Linked DNA regions of Pan troglodytes: all the other regions are linked to region 3. A link is a contact called in public Hi-C data. All regions are on one chromosome and are shown on one strand. Each heading gives the region's core, a stretch centred on a gene start, on an enhancer-like site or on the middle of the called end of the contact. The rest is flanking DNA. Distances are from core to core; before and after follow the strand shown.

Region 1 (3,981 bases), core at 21-2,520, 330 kb before region 3:
GACTCATTCTGATACAGAGAGGTAAGGGAGGGCCGACTGGCATCCAAAAGTTTTCCTAGTAAATGTAACCCAGAGGTGGCTGGAAGATGTGTTGGGGTGAAGAGGTTGTTCATTTTGTTTTCTTTGCTCCTTCACCGCCTCCCTCCCCCCCCCCACCACCACCATTTCTTTTTCCCTTAAATCGTAAAAGCAGTAAATCAAATGCAGTATGGGATTGAGGTTTTTTTCCTTTTCATTTGAAAAATCCTTTTAATTGAAAAATCACATTTGGGGAACAAAGTGGTCAAATGACAGTGAATTTCAAACTTGAGAATGCTGACTTGATTAAAAAAGAAATACTGATCTTTCTTAATGGAGGGAAAATCAAGTGCATGCGGCCAGGAGACCTGGGTTTGACTTTTAGCTTCGCCACTTGCTAATTGTGCAATCCTGAGCAACACCCATCCCTTCTCTGTGCCTCAGTTTCCTCATGGACAAAACGGTATCATTTCTTTCGAAAAGTCGTCCCTGACTCCCCTCTCCCCAACACGAGGTTGGATGGCTATAATCTCTCTTAGCAACCTGAGAGTCCCACTGGGATGTAAATTCCAGCAGCACTGGGACCCGGATCTGTGGACTTTGCTTCTGGTAAGCAGAACCAGAACCGAGGGGCAGTCGCTGTGTTGAATGGATCCATGAATGAATGGGAGATGGCCTAGGTGTTCAAGGGGCACGTGCACAGCGAGGCTTCACTCCCTGGGAGTCCCTTGGGAAAGGCAGAGCGGCCAATACTGATTGGTGCTGATGTGCGAGCTCGGAAAAGGGAGTGTCGGTTCAAAGTTGTTGGCTACAGCGGGTTCCTCTTTCCGCTGGAATCACATCCTCTGTGGCTCGGAGACATTCCCAGGGATTTACATAAAGCAGCGTGAATCACCCAGACAGAAACTGAGAAAGCAAAGGGACCCTGCCTGATCCTAGCCTGGCGGAGCTCGGAAAGAGGTGGAAATCTGTCTGAAGTTTGCAGGAGATCCGCGCTGCCTAGGCAAAGGGACCCGGCGACCACGACACCACCGCGAGGGCCCAGGGCGCGTCCCTCCCGCCAGGCCCCAGACTCCGGCTCTGCGCCACCCCCTCCTACGCCCCGGCGCGGGCGCAGCCAGTCCGGCTTCCTCCAGGCCCCTAAGTCCCAGACCGAGTGTGGGGCCGCCTCTCCCTCTCGGAAGGAGCCATCGCCGCTTTAAGTGGAAGAGGAGAGGAAGGGGGCGGGGGAGCGGGGGGCGGGGAGCGGAGGCGGAGGAGGGGGAGGGGGATCCCCCTCGCTCCCACGTGGTCCGGGCGCCTGTGAATCGCGCCCACCGGAGGGTCTCACAGCGAAATACAAAAGCAGCTGGGAAGCGGCGGGGACTCGAGTTCCCAGCGCCGGGCGGAGCGCCGGACAGAGCCCCGCAGCACCCCGCGGCCGCGATGGGGCCGAAGCGCCCGAAGCCTCGGAGCCCACAAACTGCCGGGCCCGCCTCGCCGCCGGGACCCGGGTGCCTGGGCTCGGCTTGAAGCGGCGGCGGCGCACCGGCACAGCCGCGGGAGCATGGGCAGGAGGATGCGGGGCGCCGCCGCCACCGCGGGGCTCTGGCTGCTGGCGCTGGGCTCGCTGCTGGCGATGTGGGGAGGGCTCCTGCCGCCGCGGACCGAGCTGCCCGCCTCCCGGCCGCCCGAAGACCGACTCCCACGGCGCCCGGCCCGGAGCGGCGGCCCCGCGCCCGCGCCTCGCTTCCCTCTGCCCCCGCCCCTGGCGTGGGACGCCCGCGGCGGCTCCCTGAAAACTTTCCGGGCGCTGCTCACCCTGGCGGCCGGCGCGGACGGCCCGCCCCGGCAGTCCCGGAGCGAGCCCAGGTGGCACGTGCCAGCCAGGCGGCCCCGGCCGGAGGAGAGCGCCGCGGTGCACGGGGGCGTCTTCTGGAGCCGCGGCCTGGAAGAGCAGGTGCCCCCGGGCTTTTCGGAGGCCCAGGCGGCGGCGTGGCTGGAGGCGGCTCGCGGCGCCCGGGTGGTGGCCCTGGAGCGCGGGGGTTGCGGGCGCAGCTCCAACCGACTGGCCCGTTTTGCCGACGGCACCCGCGCCTGCGTGCGCTACGGCATCAACCCGGAGCAGATTCAGGGCGAGGCCCTGTCCTACTACCTGGCGCGCCTGCTGGGCCTCCAGCGCCACGTGCCGCCGCTGGCACTGGCTCGGGTGGAGGCTCGGGGCGCGCAGTGGGCGCAGGTGCAGGAGGAGCTGCGCGCTGCTCACTGGACCGAGGGCAGCGTGGTGAGCCTGACACGCTGGCTGCCCAACCTCACGGACGTGGTGGTGCCCGCGCCCTGGCGCTCGGAGGACGGCCGTCTGCGCCCCCTCCGGGATGCCGGGGGTGAGCTGGCCAACCTCAGCCAGGCGGAGCTGGTGGACCTAGTACAATGGACCGACTTAATCCTCTTCGACTACCTGACGGCCAACTTCGACCGGCTCGTAAGCAACCTCTTCAGCCTGCAGTGGGACCCGCGCGTCATGCAGCGTGCCACCAGCAACCTGCACCGCGGTCCGGGCGGGGCGCTGGTCTTTCTGGACAATGAGGCGGGCTTGGTGCACGGCTACCGGGTAGCAGGCATGTGGGACAAGTATAACGAGCCGCTGTTGCAGTCAGTGTGCGTGTTCCGCGAGCGGACCGCGCGGCGCGTCCTGGAGCTGCACCGCGGACAGGACGCCGCGGCCCGGCTGCTGCGCCTCTACCGGCGCCACGAGCCTCGCTTCCCCGAGCTGGCCGCCCTTGCAGACCCCCACGCTCAGCTGCTACAGCGCCGCCTCGACTTCCTCGCCAAGCACATTTTGCACTGCAAGGCCAAGTACGGCCGCCGGTCTGGGACTTAGTGTCACCGGGAGGAAAAGAGAGAGACCTGGGGCTGGGGTATGGATGATGGGGGGAAGGGCCGTCGCCTCTGCTACTGTCAGGGACCAGCCGGCCAACGCCCACCCGCAAAGGTGTCTAAAAACTTCAGCTTTTCACCCATCTGCCCCTTTCTTTCAATCCCACGCTGTTTCCTTTCAAAGTTCTGGGAGGACGAACTCACCGAGGCGAGAAGTGTAACATTCTCTCCACCCAGCTTATAAAAGGATTCTTTACTGTGCCAGCACGGGGATTGGATCCGAAGAAACTGGCTACTGGGGTTTGGCCCCCGAGTGGCCGTCCCTGTGGGAGATGCACCCCGTTCTTGGGCCCCCCTCATTCCCTTTTCGAAAAAGGAAAACTTGCGTTTGAGCCGTTGAGCTAATTCTGCAATTTTCTACCAAACAGAGCGCTGGTGGCCCCGGAGCAGGGCTGTGACATTGGCTGGTGGAGCCCCCTTCCTGTGTTCTCCCTTTGTTCCAGCGCCGCGATGGTGAGATCACTGTTCCAAGCAGGGGGACGGCTCCCGATAGGACAAAGAGAGCAGGACCTCCAGACTGGGGAGCCCTGCAGACCTTGACAATTTGCCTGACTCATTCCTGACCTCTTGTCATTTTGGCCTGAAGGCTACAAATTCAGGGCCAGCTGTATGCACTAAGTCAAATAATGAATTTCTTCCTCCCTCTCGCAACCGACCAAAATTTTGACAACGATGATGTTCACCAGAAGGAAAAAAAAAATCAGTTTTATGCACTTTATTTTGTTTTGATTTTAATTTTTTATTAAGAAAAACTTTTTTATTTTACAGAATTTACCTTCTCTGTATATATGTGCATAAAGTGTGGTGTAAATATACTAAACAAACTTATATTTCAATAAAAGGGAGTTTAAAATTTATAATTTAATTCCTGTGGTTTTAACTTGTTTGATGTTTCTGATGCCCCATCTGCTTTCAGAATAAGATTTAGGTTTTCTTTCTTGTGGATGTGTTTTTAAAACAAAGGATGCATATCCATTCCAGTTGTGACTACAGAACTTACAGAATTGAACAAAGATAAGAGCAGACTCCCTGTCCTCACTCAGATGA
Region 2 (3,560 bases), core at 776-3,275, 320 kb after region 3:
GTTTACTAAGATGGAGAAGCCCGGGAAGGTGGGACCAGGTTTAGGGGGTAAAACCAGATCAAGTTTACTTTCTGGAAAGCACTGGGAGGGCTGGACTTGGGGAGGACAAGGCCAGTGCAGGGTGCCCTTTGGAGGCTAATCCAGTATTCCAGGTGAGAGATCATGATGAGGATGGGCTAAGGTTGTGAAGGGGGATGAAGGGATACCCATGTCTCTGCTAAACAAGCAAAGAGAAGAGTTTCCCACTGCTACAGATGCTATGAATTTCATTTTGTGAGATGGCTCAACAGACCAACCAGAGGGAGGAGTTCTTTTTGGATAAGGTTGAAATGAAACCAACATATGGAGAGGAGTGGAGGCGAATGATGTGGAAAATGGGGTCACAGAGAGACCAGGCAGAGACTGCAGCAATGCAGTGTCTTCCACAGCTGGCTGTTTGACATGGGAGAGAGGAGTCTGGATTCACCATCTGTGCCAGGGAGAAATCCATCCTGGGAAACAGATGGCCGGCAGCCATGCCCATGCACCCTGGATGACCATGGGGGTTCCCTGGGGCTCTGCAGCCCGGGTGATTTTCTTGGGAGGTTTGGGACAAGCATTCAGAGGCTGTGGGCATAGCAGGCTCTAGGATTTCTGCTCTTGATGTCACTGTTACCCAGACCCCTAGAGCTGGGTCCCAGATGGTGCAGCTGAGACGAGCTCTCTTCTCCTCAGCCTCACTGTCCTCCAGCAGTGCCCCTTCCAGCCTCTGAGGTTAGCAAAAGGCAGTGGCTGGTGGCACTGACTGAGTGACCACTCAGTCAACCCTAGTCCCTGTCAGGATAGCCATTTTTTTCATTCATTTGTTCATTCATTCCTACATGCATTCAACAAATCCTGACTGAGTATCTGTAACTACAGGCACTGTCCCAGGCCCTGTCCTTGAGAAAACGCAGATCGAGAATTGGACAATGCGGGCTACCAAGCCCTCTCATTCCCTTCTTCCTCATCCTGTCACTGCTTCTGGCCTTGAGGCCCAGAGCTGACCCGAATCATCACCCAGGACCCATTCCAGCCCCTGGCCCTGGCACTGCTGATTCTGATTTAAGTCCATTTCTTAATTTTATTTCATGAGACTAAAATGTCGTCAGAAATCAGGTTGTAAAGGACACTGAGTAATATTCTTCTGAGTTTGGGCTTTATTCTGAGTATTTTAGGCAGGAGAGTGACATTAGATTTCCATTTGCAAGACACCTGCAGCAATGAGGAGGAAGGATGGGAGGCGGGGTGAGAGGGATGGCACGATGGGAGGCAGGGAACCAGTTTGGAGGCCTTTGGACTCGTCCAGATGAGAGGTGACAAGGACTCCTTGCCATGTCCCCCCACCCCCAACCCCATCACATCAAACCTACTCTCAGAAAAGAACTGATGAGTCCTCTGATTTGTGGAAGGGCTCACCCCAGTGGAGGCACCTGTGTACATATTTGAAGTTAAACCAACACTGGGCATCCTTTATTTCTCAGACACCTTCATGTACAATGAATCCCCTCCAAGCTGCATTGCCAGGAAAAAGTACTTTCCATCTCTCTCTTTTAGAGATGAGAAACTGAGACTTAGCTCTAAGCAGACCTAAATTTGAATCCTGGCTCCACCACCTGTCCAGGTGTAGAAAGTTCCACTGTGGACTGACTGTGGGACTTGCATGGTTGCCATGAGCAAAACCTGATCTGGAAGAGTTGTATCTAATGGGCCCTAATGGTGGCATTTCAGAAGCACCGAGGAGACCCTGGGGGCTTCTGCAGCTGGGTCTGGGGAGCAGGGTTGAATGGGTGCCCTGGGTGGGCCTGCGCTGCCTGCTCTGTCTTCTGCCTTCTCTGCCTATGTTGCCCAGGGCCTGAGCAGGAGAGTTCTGTTAGGTGAAGGGTCTGGGCCTGAGGTTTTCTTTTGCAGGAAGCTTCTCCCCTTGCGGGGTTCTAGGAGAGGCCTGCCCACTACCCCACCTTCCCTCAGCTTCCCTGGTCTTTGTTCCGATTTTAGGCCAAGGTGGGAAGATAAGGAGGACGACTGCGCCATCTGCTGGGCATCTTGGGGAAGCTCCAGCTGCGCCCAGGTGAGGTTTGGCTTTTGCCCATGATAACCTTGGGTCACCAAACAGGGTATGGCCCCTTGACCAATGATCTCTTTTATAGAAGTAGCCCCAGGGATACACTTCCAGTTCAGCTGGTGCCAGGAAGCTCTCGGTACCCACAGAAGCTGCCCATTATCTGTGCGCTCAGGTGTGGGGAACAGAAAGGTGAACAGTGTGTGGGGGAAGGCACAGACACAGACCATTAAAATGCAGTGTGCTGAGGAATGATGGAGAAAACGCAGGTGGGGAAGACAGGCCAGTTAATTTGACTTCCTGGGCCCCTGTTAGGTGCTGCTCCTGAATCCAGAAGGATGACTAGGAATTAGGCCAGGATTAAGGGAAGCCATTCCAGAGAGAGGGCATGGCGGGGCAAAGCCCTGGTGACCATGCTGCCACCTCTGCTCAGGCCCAGGGCTAGTGCCTCTTTCCTGCCCTCCTCCAGCAGTTGGAGACTTTGCTGACCCCTTGGAAGTGCTGGTCCCTGAACTCTACAGTGGCAGGAGCTCAGAAGATCCACGTCTGCCCCTCCACTTACCACCTCAGCAGCAGCTCCTTCCTACCCTCATCCAGAGTTCCCAATCCCTACCTCTTCCTACCCAAGCCAAATAGTGTGGCTGGGAGACTGCTATGAACAAATCTCCCACGCTCACAGACTCAAAACCAATAAAGGCCAGAAATCAATGCTGGAGAATGAAAGCAAGCTGGAGAATGATGAAATCACCTAGTTGGTGAATTAGGGCCCAGCTGAGGTCGATTTAGGACGAGCAATTCAAGTGAGCGTGAATTCTGTCAGTCTGCCATTCTATTGCATTCAATCTAATTCAGGCATGGTTTACTACACAGGTCAAATCCTGTGAGTTTGTGGAAGAAGTGGGATGCAAAGGGACATTTATGGGGCAATGTACTGTGCGCCAGTCACAGTGGAAGATATCATGGATACCGAGTGAATGAGACATGGTCTCTGTCCTCAAGAAGCACCCACATCACCACCTGCTCCTCCCCACCACTGCATAGCTCCTTTCTGTTCTTTTCTCTTCCTGCAGAAAACCTGCTTCCAGGAAAGCAACTGATAAATTAAGCCACACTGAGCTGTAGTCAACTGAGTGGGTGTTTATGACCGTACCTGTGAATTGTCTCTCACTATCTGCTCTATTTCAGTAAAATACAGAAACCCACTAGCTCATTCTCCTGCCCTCCCCCACCCCAATGTGTTAGCTACACACAAGACCACCCAGCAGAGACTGTATTTCCCAACCTATCTTGCAGCTAAGTATAGATCATGTGATTGAGGCCAGTGGGATATGAGTGAAAATAACGTGGCAACTTCTGGGGTATACCCTCCTCCTCCTCATCCTCTTCCCCTTCCCTCTTTCCCATGGCTGGGATATAGACTTGGAGGGTGATGGGGCACAGGCTTTGCTCACAGCAATGAGGGCAATACTTGGTGGTTGGT
Region 3 (3,969 bases), core at 106-2,605:
TTCCATGTGTGCTATGAACTATGGAACTTAACCTTTCCTCCCTCACATCACATTTTCTCATTACCTTGAACAATCATTGGTATTTTTAAATTTTGACCTGATCCTTTTTAGCCTTTATGTTTCCAGACTACAGCACGCAATTACAGAGTAAAGTAATTGAATCTTAACACCCTTGAGGGTGTCTCCAGGGCATCCCAAAATCTGATGCAGGCATCCCTTTTATAACTGCCCCTGTACCCATACCTTCCCCTTTCTTTCAGCCAGGTGGAGTTTGTGTAAATAAACTCAACCCTTTTGAGGGATGGATTTTAGGGATGCAGTTCCATTGTTTTGACAAATGTATACAGTTGTGTAACTACCACTATAATCAAGATTAGAACAGTCGCACTGCCCCCAAAAGTTTTAATTTATTGATCCATTTATCAATTGATGGACACTTGAGTTGTTTCCAGTTTTTGGCAATTATTTGCGTTAGTCTTTTGCTTTTTTTGGGTGGGGGATCAGAGAGAGTGGAGCACAAAAGTGTCATCCCCTTCTTCCACCATCTAAGTCTTTTGGGGCTTTTCACCACTGCCCTCTGGAAGCAAGTGCATTGGTGCAGCTATATTTTTTTGCATTTGGGTATCTGCCTTTCATGACCTTTTCCTTTTTTTAATTTTATTTTTTCCAAATTGGGTCCCAAACGTTCAACAGGTCAAGGTGGACACTATGCAGACAAAATAACTCATGTGGTCCACGCTGTGTGCATGGTAGGTGTCAGCTGCTCTTACCGGTGGCTCCCGGATCATCAGCCTTGGAATCAGCCACCATGTTGTTAAAAATGCAGAATCTCAGGCTCTACGCCAGATCTACTGAACCAGAGTCAGTATTTTAACAAGATCGTCAAGTGTGCCAGATGCATATTAAAGTTTGAGAAGCACTGGTATTCCACACTCGCTACTAAAAATATACTACAATTTTCTCATAAGATTTGACCCTTTCTTTTAACTTTTTCTCTCTCGGTAGTAAACTCACTTTGTAGTTTGAGTAAAGAACTCAAGTTTTGGTCTGGGCGCTGCATCTCGCTGGGTGTGGAAGCAAAGGCAGAAATGAGAGGGACAAAAGGAAGCAGAGAACAGAGCCCAGGCTGTTAGAAGATCCTCGCGGCCAGACCCGGGAGGCGATGAGAGACCGAAAGGCTGAACCCTCCGCCCCGCTCGGCGGCCCCTCGGAGTCAGGACACCCAGGGTAACATGCGGGTGGCCACGCGCAGCCCAGGCGCTTGCAAAACTTAGCGGAGCCGGGCCGGGGCCGGGGCCGGGCCCGGGGAAGGCGGGAGGGAGGAGGGCCAGGCGGGAGGGCGGGGCCGGCGCGGCGAGGGGCGGGGTCAGCGCCGAGGCCGCGGGGGCAGCAACGACGCCGGGCAGCGGGAGCGGCGGCCGCGCCATGTGGCTGCTGGGGCCGCTGTGCCTGCTGCTGAGCAGCGCCGCGGGTGAGTCGGGGGGCGGCGGGCGAACTTCCCGCGGGGCGCGGGGTGCGGGGCGCGGGGCGCAGCGGCCGGGTGCGATCGCGTCCCCTCCTGGGCGCGGGCCGCTCTCCGGGCGTGGGTGAGCGCGGAGGGCGGACCCCGGCGCCGGGCTGGCCGGGACCCTGCCGAGGGGCCGCCGCGGGGTGCGAGCCGTCCTATTGTGTGGGCGTGCGCGCCGGGTCGTGTTGTGCTGTGTGCGCGGGCGGGGCTCTGTGTGCAGTCCGGGTCTGGGGAGCCCGGCGGCTGCCCCGATTGGGCGTAGCTCGAGTGTGGCTGTGTGTGTGTAGTGTGTGTTGAGGAACGGAGGCGGGGAAAGGAAAGGAGAGGAGAGAACTCTTCCCTGGTCTCATCTTCCCAGACGCCTGGGCGCGCGCGGCTGCGTTAGCCTCCTCTGGGCCTCTTCCCGAGTCTCTGGCGTGCACTCCGTGCCTCAGTTTCCCCACCTGCACCGCGGAGGGAGTAGCAAAGCTGCTTCCTTTCATTCCTCTCTGGGACTGTTTGGTTTGGGTAAAGTGAGTTGAAGCAGGGCCGGATCTGGGAATTCTTCATTTTTCCCACTGATCCTGGGAACCGAAGCTTTATTTAAGACGTCTGACCACCCTACTTGCCCCGCGATGGGCGCCCTGACCGGCGAGGGGCCCTGGGAGAGGACACGGGGCTTCATCCGGCGGCCCTTTGAACCTGGCATCACCACCGCGTGTGCATCCCGGGGCCTGGACCGCAGCAAGCCTCCTTCCCTTCCAGACAGCGTGCTGTTCCCAGGAACTTTTCTGCTGATGTGGGCATGATCCGAATTCCAGCCTGGGAGCCCTTCCTCCTCTGCCCCTGCCCGCCGCCCACAGCTGTCAGCTGTCCCTCCTGGACTGGGCCCGCCCTTGGCCCCTTGACGTTTATTTCTGGGCATCTGATGCCTAGAATGTGGGTGACAGGGCCCAGTGAACTTTCTTCAGCAGAATCTTGCCTGCCTGGTGTTTGTGCCATCCACATGTCCAATAGCTGCCCTATTTTGCCAAGTGCTTCTAGCAGCTTGGCTGTCGAGGTGTCTTTGGTGGCCTGTGGGTTTGCTAAGTTGAGGCTCACTTCATTCTTAGCTGTGCCTTGGAGTTATGGATGCGTTAAAGGGATATCTCCTCTCTTCCTTGATGTCCCTGGTCCTGGGCATCCTCACAGCCCACTGGGCAGCCTTTCCTGCTCTCAGACCCATGACATCATCTCCACTCCTCTGATACCCCATTTAGATGCTTATGGGTTTGCTGGGCTTCCAGGGAGGGACTAGACCTCCTGGTGACTGCTGTGGATTTTTAACCAGGTCTGGGTGAGAGTGCCCTTAAATTAGTCCACCTGGGGAGAGAGTTCTCACAGGACATTGGGCAGCCAGGAGCAGGTGTGAATTGTTTGGAGGCTGTTAGAGCAGGTCGATTTTCAGGGCGTCTACAGATATGAAGACCTGTTTGGATTCACAAATTCAATCTGTGTAGCTGTGGTGTGTCCGCTCATAGCACCTGAGAAGGACAGTATGGAAGCTGGCTCTTGTGTGTGTCCTGGGAGAGCCACTGTGGCCAAATGGAAACTTATTTATTGCATCTCCCAGTTGGTACTGGGTTGCTTTAGTTGAGTCTCCATCTCTGTAAAAATAGTTGTAAAGTTAATTTTGTCCCTCTCTGGTCAGCAGTGGCTATTTAATGTGTGTGTGTACATCTAAAATAGGGCTAAAATAAATAAAATGGTCATAGCAAGGAGCAGATGGATAGGGGGAGGAATAGCCCAACTGTCCCTGGTGGGTTTTCCATTATCTGTGGGCTTTGAATTACCTTTAGAGTTGCTGCCTTAGAAACATCTAGGCAGGTTGGAGTGTGTGCATCTTTCATGTTACATTAAGCATCATCTTTTTAGCATGGATTTCACTTTGACCCAAGTGTTGCCAGAAACAGGGCTGGTCATTTTTCCTAATGTCAACTAGATGCTCCTGGGCTCCCAGCTCATAAGAAAAGCCTGTTTGGTTCAGTTTGGGTTTCATAGCCAGACCAGAGACCCTAGCCCTCCATCCCATGGCCTGTGCTTGGATCCTCTTCTGGGAAGTTGATAAAACAAGAGAGATTGTAAAAGCCAAGACTTTGGATCTCTGTCTCCATCTGATAGTCTGTGAAAGAATCCCAGGGTCAAGGTTGAACCGTAGTTAGAGTCCTGAGTCTTTGTGGGGCTGGAAAGCCACTGACATTCCAAGAGCAGTTTGGAGGCCTTTTTTATTCAGGAACCTTCTCAGACACCTTGCGTATTTTTTTCTTCCTTTGTTTTTATTTGTGTTAGGGAAGTGAAGCATTGATTTTCACCGTTACTATTTTTTAATGTATCCTGCGAGAGAGACTCAGCCCAAGTCATGTCATCTGATGTCCAGTTTTCCTGCATGTGGGTGGACTCAGTGGGTTTAAGTGCGTATGGCTTGAGACATTTCTAAAGGCAGC

What was found. Hi-C and Micro-C count contacts between places; a contact is called where the count stands out from the background.
Region 1: a contact with region 3 is called in a Hi-C map of stem cell-derived neural progenitor cells, with 6 times the contacts expected there. The contact joins the promoter of FJX1 here to the promoter of LDLRAD3 in region 3. A contact is called at or near these places in 1 of 7 Hi-C or Micro-C datasets (stem cell-derived neural progenitor cells), 1 of 1 datasets of contacts at active chromatin or transcription factors (stem cell-derived excitatory neurons) and 1 of 1 other capture datasets (stem cell-derived neural stem cells).
Region 2: a Hi-C map of stem cell-derived neural progenitor cells shows a contact between it and region 3, with 5 times the contacts expected there. The contact joins the enhancer-like site here to the promoter of LDLRAD3 in region 3. A contact is called at or near these places in 1 of 7 Hi-C or Micro-C datasets (stem cell-derived neural progenitor cells) and 1 of 1 datasets of contacts at active chromatin or transcription factors (stem cell-derived excitatory neurons).

The regions. Positions count from the first base shown.
Region 1 is chr9:39,628,002-39,631,982 of NHGRI_mPanTro3-v2.0_pri, forward strand. It overlaps FJX1 (four-jointed box kinase 1), which reads left to right and starts at 1,271. Exons shown (of 1, transcript XM_508371.7): 1 at 1,271-3,799. The coding sequence starts at 1,565. The coding sequence ends at 2,878.
Region 2 is chr9:40,276,611-40,280,170 of NHGRI_mPanTro3-v2.0_pri, forward strand. No RefSeq gene overlaps it. Among named protein-coding and RNA genes, the nearest start is that of COMMD9, 24 kb to the right of the region's middle. Within about 2 kb of position 2,026, at least 4 of the 24 cell types and tissues checked have an H3K27ac peak or open chromatin away from gene starts, as enhancers often do. A contact at or near this core is called in stem cell-derived neural progenitor cells, where this site is marked.
Region 3 is chr9:39,955,621-39,959,589 of NHGRI_mPanTro3-v2.0_pri, forward strand. LDLRAD3 (low density lipoprotein receptor class A domain containing 3) reads left to right here and starts at 1,356. Exons shown (of 6, transcript XM_001142392.7): 1 at 1,356-1,471. The coding sequence starts at 1,426.